Linked DNA regions of Mus musculus: region 2 is linked to region 1. Evidence: chromatin contacts called from public Hi-C data. All regions are on one chromosome and are shown on one strand. The core of a region is the stretch at or near the end of the contact, and the rest is flanking DNA. Distances in the headings are between cores, read along the strand shown.

Region 1 (4,588 bases), core at 1,589-4,088:
GGAAAAGTCAGAAACCACTATGGGAGAAAGAAAGAAAGAAAGAAATGAGAGGCCCAGCAGAATGGGTTTCAAAATTGGAAGCAGCCCAAGATTATTCAGATCTTGGAGTATGTTGATGTCAGGACCTTCATTTTTCAATGTTAGTGTGGCCTTAACGATTCCAGCTGCTCAACAAATTTGTCCAGTAACTGTCCCCCAACAGAGGAGCCCAACAGACCCGCCATGCTCCTTCAACTTTTATTGCATCTGTAGGAGGTTTCGTGTGGGAATGAAGTAGTTAAATAAAAAGTTACTATAACAGAAAGTACACCTTCCACCTCCCCCACTCGAAAGAATTCCATATACCCCATGCTGATATCAAAAGAGTCTCCTCATGGGAACAGGCAATGTGGAAAGCAGAGGGGAGCAAAGATCTGGGATTCAGAGTCCATTGGGAGCTTCAGACAAATATGAAACAATGACTTCATGTACTAGATAAATTTCTCACATTCTTCAACCAGCTTTATTGGCTCAATACTTATGTATCCAGTTATAGGAGCACCACCACGCCTGCTCAAAGAAGACTCTGCCCTTGTATTAAAACATATAAGCAGAATGGGGAGTCTAATCATGTGCTAGACATTCTGTCCAGAAATTTACAAGCATTTTTATTAGTTGGTGTCGCTCAAAGATATCTAAAAATAGGTCCATAACCATTCTCCATTTCAAAGAACAAGGTGACTTTGAATGGGGAAGATTTCATAAAGTAATAGCTGATTATTTATCGTCAAGAGTTTAAGTCCAACCTTTCATGCTCTAATGATCTGAGCTGTTGTTATGTCCTAGACCTTCCTTTTTGCTTCTGCCTCTAGATGATCTACTATGAGAATCTTTCTTTTCATTTACTCCATTTCTACACACTGTCCCTAAATGGGACCACCACTCTATCCCTGCACTCTATGTGCTTGGTGGCTCAGTGTCCCTTCTCTCTTCTGTCCTAGTTACATCTGCCTTTCAGACTCTGTGCCCTCACAGGAATTTCATGGAACTTCTCAGCCCTTTGTCAGATTGCTCAATTGACACTTAACCTAGACGTCACTTCCTATGTTATCTCTCTGGAAGGATTTCATTAGACTCTAAACACCATATTATCTAATGGAAAGCATACAGGCTTTGGAATCAGATGGACTTGGTTTAAAAATCCAGGCTCTTCTACTAAACCACAGTACTTTAACATCATTGAGGTTTTATTTTTCTTGTGTGTGTAAACTGGAAATAATATCTAGTTTAAGAGTCCTTGAGAACATCAAAGTTACATATCCAAAATGCCTGGTCCCTGAAACTACAAAGTAAACCAGTCAGGGTGTATCTTTGTGTTTACTGTTTTATGTCATATCTACAAGAGTTCCTAGAATCAAAGCAACTCAATAAATGTTCATTGAATGAATTGATGATTTGATGCATAGGAAATATTTTTTTTCCTCTGTGTGTGTCTCTGTCTCTCTTGGTCTGACTGTGTCTCTGTCTCTCTGTCTCTGTCTCTCTCCTATAAATTTGGAAGACAGAATTTATGCACACATCACTTATGCAAGGAATTTTGGTGCATGGTTTGCTATTACCTCTCCATTTCCCTGTTACTTGCCTCTCCTTGGCATGGAACATATCTATTTGTCGCTCCAGTTGTCTACAAATGCTGCTCCTCACCAAGGGACGCAAGCTCACAGTGAGTATAACATAATCTCAGGGAAAACAACAAACTGAAGTGCCCCTGGGTGATTGCTTTAAGTGCTCCACCTGCTCATTCGAATGCACAATGAAACTCGACGTCAAAGGTGAAGCCACAGTAAGGACAACACTGACTGGGGAAGGAAGAGAGAGAAGGGGAAGAACGATGGGAGGAGAAGGAAGGAAAATGGAGAAGTAACAGGGAAGGATGGAAGGGGAAGGAGGAAGAAGCAAGGAAAACTGCAAATGCAGCCCTGGTGCCCCGAGGTTTCATGTCTCGTGTCTGTAACCAGGCCTGCCATGACCATTCTGGCTCAGGCTGCAAACGGCCTCTGTCTGAAATCCCTCAAGAATAGCGGTATTTGAAGTCAGAAATATCAGGGCAGCATCACTCTTTCAGAGACCATGCAAAACATCCAAGTCACAGCGTCTTCAGTCTCTCTCTCTGTTCTTCAAAGTAAGAGACTTGATCTGAGACATGAAATAGTTCTTTCTCTCCTTGCCGTGTGTGTGTGTGTGTGTGTGTGTGTGTGTGTGTGTGTGTTTACATGTGTGCATGTGTGTATATGTTCATGTATGTATGTAGGACATGTATGTTGAATGTGTGTGTGAATGTTCTCTCTGTTCTTTATGCTTGTGTGTGCCTTTGTGCGTGCCCCTCCTACATATCCTACATGCCCGAGTTTATTACTGAGTGTCTTCTTTGATTACTCTCCTCATTTGGGAGGCGCAGGGTCTCTCACTGCACCTGGAGAGCTCATCACTTCAGCTCGAATGGCTGACCAGCAAGCTCCAGGAATCTCCTGTCTCCCAAGCCCATCTATCTGCCTCTCACTGGGTTGAGGAAGTGACACTGTGCTTGGCTTGCCTTTTCTTGGGGGTGCTGGGGATCCAAACTCAAGCCTTCAGGCTCTCATAGCAAGCACTTCAGCCACTGAACCATCTCCCTAGTCCCTGATGCCTTTGATTCTAACCTAGGACCTTGGGGTTTCTAAGAATGGGTTTATCCAGAGGAGAGGCTGTGTTACTATAAACCACAGACTATTTGAAGCAGTGAGGACAGGCTTTCCCCCTTGACGTAATGGAAACCACATGCACCATTACAGACTGCTAGCACTCCATTGTTGAGGTGGGTACACATTGCTTTGAAGAAAAGGAAGCCATTTCCACCCACATCTCTCCTGATTTATGCACGGGCCTCAGAAGGTCCAGACAGGTTGGAAAAGATTTGGTAACTGGAGAAGTGACAAGGGTGAGAAAGGCTATTTTGTGAAAGACTGCAAACTTGACTCTGACGTTAAACCCTTGCCTTGGGCAACGTGCGCATTGCAGAGTTTAAATCACATTTGTAGTTCAAGTCAGATTGAGGGTGAAAGGCTACATGGCTCTAAGAATTAAGGAGCGGGCTGTTTTGGTAAAAAACATTGTCTAACTTAGCCAAACATAAATCAGCCCTAATGAGGTACCTGTGATTACAGGCAGGCTTGATGGACCTCATTTTTTTTCTCCCTGCATTCTTAGTTTTCCCTTATTTGCATTTTCCTAACCAGAGAAGCAGAAATCAATGAGGATTTTCTTTTAAATCTTGTAATCATCTCGAAAGAGAATGGGGGAGCCTAGGACGACACAGGTTCAGGGCAGAGGATGCAGACGACTGCAAAGCTATTCAAAAGTGCATCAGTAACAGAACTGGAGGGCAGAGGCGGGAGGCTGTGCAACAAATAGCAGGGAGCAGTTATCCCAGGTTTCAGCACAAAGTCCAAGCATCCAAATGGGCTGTCACCTGGCTTCTGACTCCCCAGCCCTCTGCCCCAACCAACCTGCAAGAAGACACAGGGGCTACATGCATGAACATGTCTCTTCTGTTGCTTTCTCTTACTCCAGCCTGTGAATCTCTTGGGTTTAGTGTATTCTGCTAGCTCATCCTTCAAGATGACTCTTGTCTATATCATAGATGCTTAACTAGATAGATTTAGCCATTCCTGAGACTCAGGAGACAGTATATACTAGAAACAGTGACTCTTGCCAATCATACTGAGTTCTTATTAAGCTTCAGATTTTGATATTGGTATATATTTTTGTTTATTCTACTTCAGATTTTGAGACAGGCTTTCATTATATAGCTCTGGCTAGCCTATAATTCACTGCATAGATCAAGCTACCCTCGAACTCATAGGTATAAGTCACCATACCTAGCTGACACTGGTGTCTTCCTGATTCTGTCATTCCATATTACTCTATTGGATAAATGGTTTCAGCTTCTCATTTCTTCTCTGAACATCAGACACAGAGCACCAACCAAGCTACCACAGGCATTATTCCCTTTTGCCAATTGTGTAAACTGGTCAGAGAGAATTGATCTGGGTTTTTCCTCACTCCAGTGTGTTTGGGGGAAAACTGTCTGGTGGTTGTTTCCCATCTTCTACCTGTTTCTGAAGCTTGACTTAATAGCATTCTCTGTCATTTGTAAACATTTGATGGGAAACTTTTCTGACGTTTTTGCTTACTGTTCACCACCACACATTCACTTTTCCGTTTGCCACACACTGTGCTTACAGTCCTGAGTGGTTACTGACTTCTGAGCTCTTTCCTTCTTGGGAACATCAGGATGTGGGTCTTGCTCTTTGATTGAAACTGTGGACCCTCTGACTCTCATCAGTAATCAGGAAACAGAGACGGCCTGATCTTGGGGGATTGATTTGGTTTGTAGTACATATTTTACATAATGCATCAAAGGTCCCATTTGGTTTACTAAATAAATGGCAGCTTCCCGTTTGTCAGACTTGAGCTGAACTCTCCACAAGTGCCTGTTCATCCTAAATGATCACATTTAAGAGCCAGATTTACATGCACGAAGTGTTCCCAAGCTGTATCTGGCAACAGG
Region 2 (4,806 bases), core at 1,715-4,214, 470 kb before region 1:
AGATTCTTGTACTCTAAAGGCCGCCATCTTCTTGTTCTTCCAGTCATTTTCTACAGGAATCATGGGGTGGATGGTATGATTTTTCTCATCAGGACTCATGAGCCATAAATCCCACCTAAACCACTACAGTTTTATATATACTCTTCATGGCAGGGCTTTTAAATGAGCACTCCTTTTAGAGTTATTTATAGTAACTTTCCCTAATGGCATCCCAAGAAAAAACCAGGCTGCCAGCCATTGGTATGTGGGCATTGGTAAGGTCTGTGCATTTTGAGCAGAGCAGTGGACAGATGGACTATTTTGAGAAGTATGTCTTAATAACTGATGTGAATTAGTCAAATCTGTTTAAGCAATAAGGGCAGGGTTGAAAAAAACAGCCCACTCATTATGATTCCTTTGGTATTTATGGCAATAAACATGAATCATGATGAACTCACTGGCTATTAAATGCAGAGGTCTAAGCACTTTGATAGGATTTCCACAGGACTTCACCGTTAACTAGCTGGGTCATTATTCCAATGTGTTACTGAATTATCTTAGCATTTGTGCAGCCGTTCTCCCCAAAATTGGCCATTCCCAGCTGAGGGCAGTTAATACCTTAACAAACTGGTCATTAACTCCGATAACTGATTTTGTGGGAATTATTGCACATATAAAGTACATTCAAGAGTTTATATGAAGTCTTGTCCTCCTTTTCTTTTAAAAGAAATTTACAGCTATAGTTCAGCTGGAGCAGCTAAAGCAGGAAGAAAAATCAGTTTTCTGGGCTGCTCTTATACTTGGTTTTCCAAGCAAGAGGCAAAACACATGCTGATCAGTTCTGAGTTTTAAAATGTTCTTATTTCTTTCATCTCTAAAGTGATCAGGAGAAACGTCACTCGGCCATTAATTTTATAAGACTCTGGAGATTTTCCAATCACAGATCACTCAAACAGAAATGTGAATTTTGAACATTAGAATATAAAGTCAAAGTTCTGTTCTTGCTCCATTTCCCAGCTGAACACTAGATCACAGTGAACGCCCACACGATGAGCCACATTATTAGCCTGATTCTCCTTCCCTTCTACACCCCATGTCCTCGTAGTTAAAGTGGAACACTCCAAGCGCGCCTCTACTAGAACAGTGCAGCACCGAGGTGATACATCACCCGAGTTCGCTCTGAGAATACAGCACGCTACAACTATCATGTCTAAGTCTAATATAGAATTAGAGCTCTTAATGCCGATTAATAATATAGTATGAAGAGTATGCCACAGGTTAAACCAACCTCTCAAAATTTATCTGCAGCAATTATTGAATACAAATATCTTCTATATCAAAATGTACTAAAATGAATTTAAGATTATTATTGAAAATTATTTATCTGGTGGTAGGGATTGAAACTAGAGCCCCGGGCATGCTTGATAAGCACTTTACCAACGAGCTACATCTTCAGTCCTAGAACATCTTTAGTAGATACTTCCATATAATTTTATGCATAGTTCATTACAGCAAATATATACGAATTACTATTTAAGTAGGTTACAGTGGAATTTGGACAGTCCAATTTTCAAGACTGTAGTTCTAGTGGGTGGTCTTTGTTTTGTAATAGACTTACTGACAGCAGCACCTAGATGAGGAACTGAAATGATCAATACAACAACTGAAAAGCAAGAGTTAAGTGGGAAAACGGAAAGCACCTATAGGTTACGATGGTCAGCACAAACCAAGCTTAACATATCAAAATGAGAAATAAAATTGGCAAATCTACCATTATGCTAAAAATCAATTTAAGCTAATTTTATACTAATTATTCCAAGGACTCTAATATTCAAAAAGTAATCTAATATTCAAAACAGACAAAGTTTCATTCTTTTAAATATATTTTCAACCTGTCTTCAATTAGTTTATTACCTTGTTTGTAATTTTTTATTATGTCCAGAGAATACTGTTGCAACTTGTTTGTCATTATCTGGCTCACTTCAGATACAAATGATAAAGACCAAAATAAATCCCTTTAAAAGAACCACTTTCTAGCTCAGAGTGGAAACCAGCCACTTAATGTGCCAAATTTCACCATGGAGCATGGAGACAGCCCAGGCAACATTCACACACACAGTATTGGAACCAGCTGGTGGTACAAGAATCTTAGGAAAAAAAAAGGCTCCTTGATTTAATTGGGAAAACAGGAGGAAGCATAAATTTTACTGCCATTAATAACTTCAAGCATCTTGATATGGTTGTACCTCAGCCTGACTGAGACATGTGCTTTCTGTTAAAGTGTTTGCCACATCTGACCCTATTGTTTGCTCACTTGATCAGGTAAGAAAATGTAGGTTTATTCACAGGATAAATGAGGCTATTCAGTTTGAACAATGCAGTCTATGGGAAGTTGCCTTTTGAAGCAGATGTGTGAAATTTCCTAACAGTTTGGTAATAACCAGGCAAAACCAACTTACTCTAAAAGAATGAACTTATTTTCTTAAAGGAAACTACCATAAGAGCAAACTAATTTCAGATAACTGGATGGGAAAACAATAATCTGACCATTTCCAGTTTTTAATAAGCGAATCTAAAAAGCCCACTTCCAAAGCACTTTTTCTCTTTTACAAAAGAGATACATTTTATTCATTCATTTATGATGTTGTTGGTAAACTGAAAATTATAGACACACACACACACACACACACACACACACACACACACCTTGTATAAATTTAACCTGGTGGGAGAACTTCAAAGATGGTTAGAAAATAATTTTGTCAGCTTTTTAAAGAATGGTCATAAGAAATAACCATATATATATGTGTGTATAGTCACAATTTACAGTCCAACAATACCTTCTGGTGGTCGCCAACAATAAGTGCAGTCAGCTTTGTCTAAACCAGAAAACCCAAACTCCTGAGCTGGATGAAGCCCTACGGGTTAGGAACCCCTGGGAGTACCAGCCTGCCACAAAGACTGCCCTAACAGCACAGCACTCTCACTGAGAGCGTGCAACTGGTTCAATGCACGCTTTGGAACCTAGAGAGCCCAATAACGTTAGTGCATGCACAGACCAACCAAAGAAATTATGACCTGGCTATACACTTTAAACTGCAAAACGAAGGTTTCTGCTGATAGAAGTTTGATTCAAGATTTAAATTATGGAGAAGAAAAGAGAGAGAGGCCAAACAGTAATTTTTCCTGGGTGCAATGGCATATCCTGTGATCTAATACTTAGAGGTCTGAGGCTAGGTTAGCCTATGCAGAAAGCAAGACCACATCTTTAAAAAGAAGAAAACAAGTAAGAAAAAGAAAAAAATACAAATATATGTAAAGTTAAATACGAAAAGCTTCATGCAAATAGTATTGAGAGCCACACCTGAATCAGAGAGTGTGACTCTGAAGGTTACAGGAGAAATGAATGAGTTAATTTTTAAAGTTAATTTACATATAGGTTCATAAATTGTATATTAAAATGCTTAATACAGGCTAATCTCAAATTATGTAAAATATAAATCCGATTTTTAAATTTTAAGAAACATTCTAATTTTTGCTTGTAAATGGATTAAATAGTTATCCTAGGACATTAATTACTTATTTAACGTTTATATATTTATTTTCAGTATTCATTTTTAATATGTGTATCTGTGTCTGTGGGGCTGTATGCACAAGAGTGCAGGTGCCTTGAGACAGAGGCATCAGAGTTCCTGGAGCTGGTGTTACAGGATATGTCAGCCACCTGATACAGGTATTAGGAATGGAACTTGGGTTCTCTGCAAGAGCAGTATGTGCTCTTAACCACTGAGCCTTTTGCATACTTTTATTTGGCCAAGTCTGGAATAACCGGCTTGTTTTATAGATTTGAGTAGTGCTCTTAAACTACCTACAGGGGGCAGACTGTGCTTTTATTTCCCTCCCAAAGTGTTAAGGACCAACGCTTTAGTAAAGAATAATAAAAATAAAATTTTTTTAAAAGGGCACACAAATAAATGTAAAATAGTTTATACATTCAGGACACCATATTTCTTTGGGGGAAACTTCTGCATATGTACTTTCAATTTCTGAGCTTATTCATTAAATACTACTAGTAACAGGTTAAACCAAGCACTGTTCAGTGGGCCACACTTGGACTATGACTCCTGTCCTTACACAATACATTAACGGAAGTGAATTTAGTGAAATATATGGGTAAGATTGAGGTACTACTGTGATGCTAAGGAAGGTAAAATAGATGACGCAGATGGGTGTGGTGCTACCACATGTCACTGTGCTACCACCACCATCTCTCTCCTTTCTTCATCTTTATCACAATGAACATTTGTAGGACTTTTTAATTACAGAATCAATATATAATACTTCTCACATCAGCTAGTCTAAATGTTTTTGGATAGGTCCTAGTTTATTTCCTTACTTTCTAAACAGGATGACAGGATGTGTGAACATGGAGCAGACCTCCCTACCCGTGTCCTCTCCTCCATTTCCCATCTAACCACGCACCGAATACTGACAGTCTACAAAGCACCCGATCATGTTCTAGGTCCTGCGAATACAGAAGTGAGGACCAGTGAGGGAACTATATTCATGAAGCTTACAGTACCTGAGAACTGATGGGCGGTAGTGGTAGTCACAGGTTGGTAGTGCAGCAAGACAAATCAAGATGATTATATAAACTATATGGCAATTACAAAGTATAAGGAAAACAAGGCCAGAGCAAAGTGAAATCAAGATCCAAGGTTTAAAACTGTTATTAAAATTAGGCAGGAAGGAGACAAGAGACTAGGCCACACGAAATAGTAGGAATTGATGTTTCAGGCAAAGGGAATGAGGAGCAGTGAAGGAGCG

What was found. Hi-C and Micro-C count contacts between places; a contact is called where the count stands out from the background.
Region 2: a Hi-C map of cranial neural crest shows a contact between it and region 1, with 1.6 times the contacts expected there. The contact joins two enhancer-like sites. A contact is called at or near these places in 1 of 15 datasets of contacts at CTCF or cohesin (the NIH/3T3 cell line), 1 of 484 Hi-C or Micro-C datasets (cranial neural crest), 3 of 115 datasets of contacts at active chromatin or transcription factors (the NIH/3T3 cell line, embryonic fibroblasts and fibro-adipogenic progenitors) and 1 of 9 other capture datasets (embryonic tail).

The regions. Positions count from the first base shown.
Region 1 is chr1:163,372,926-163,377,513 of GRCm38.p6, reverse strand. No RefSeq gene overlaps it. Among named protein-coding and RNA genes, the nearest start is that of Gm24940, 27 kb to the left of the region's middle. Within about 2 kb of position 2,838, at least 19 of the 459 cell types and tissues checked have an H3K27ac peak or open chromatin away from gene starts, as enhancers often do.
Region 2 is chr1:163,841,474-163,846,279 of GRCm38.p6, reverse strand. The region is part of intron 10 of Kifap3 (kinesin-associated protein 3); the gene reads right to left. Among named protein-coding and RNA genes, the nearest start is that of Kifap3, 64 kb to the right of the region's middle. Within about 2 kb of position 2,964, at least 5 of the 459 cell types and tissues checked have an H3K27ac peak or open chromatin away from gene starts, as enhancers often do.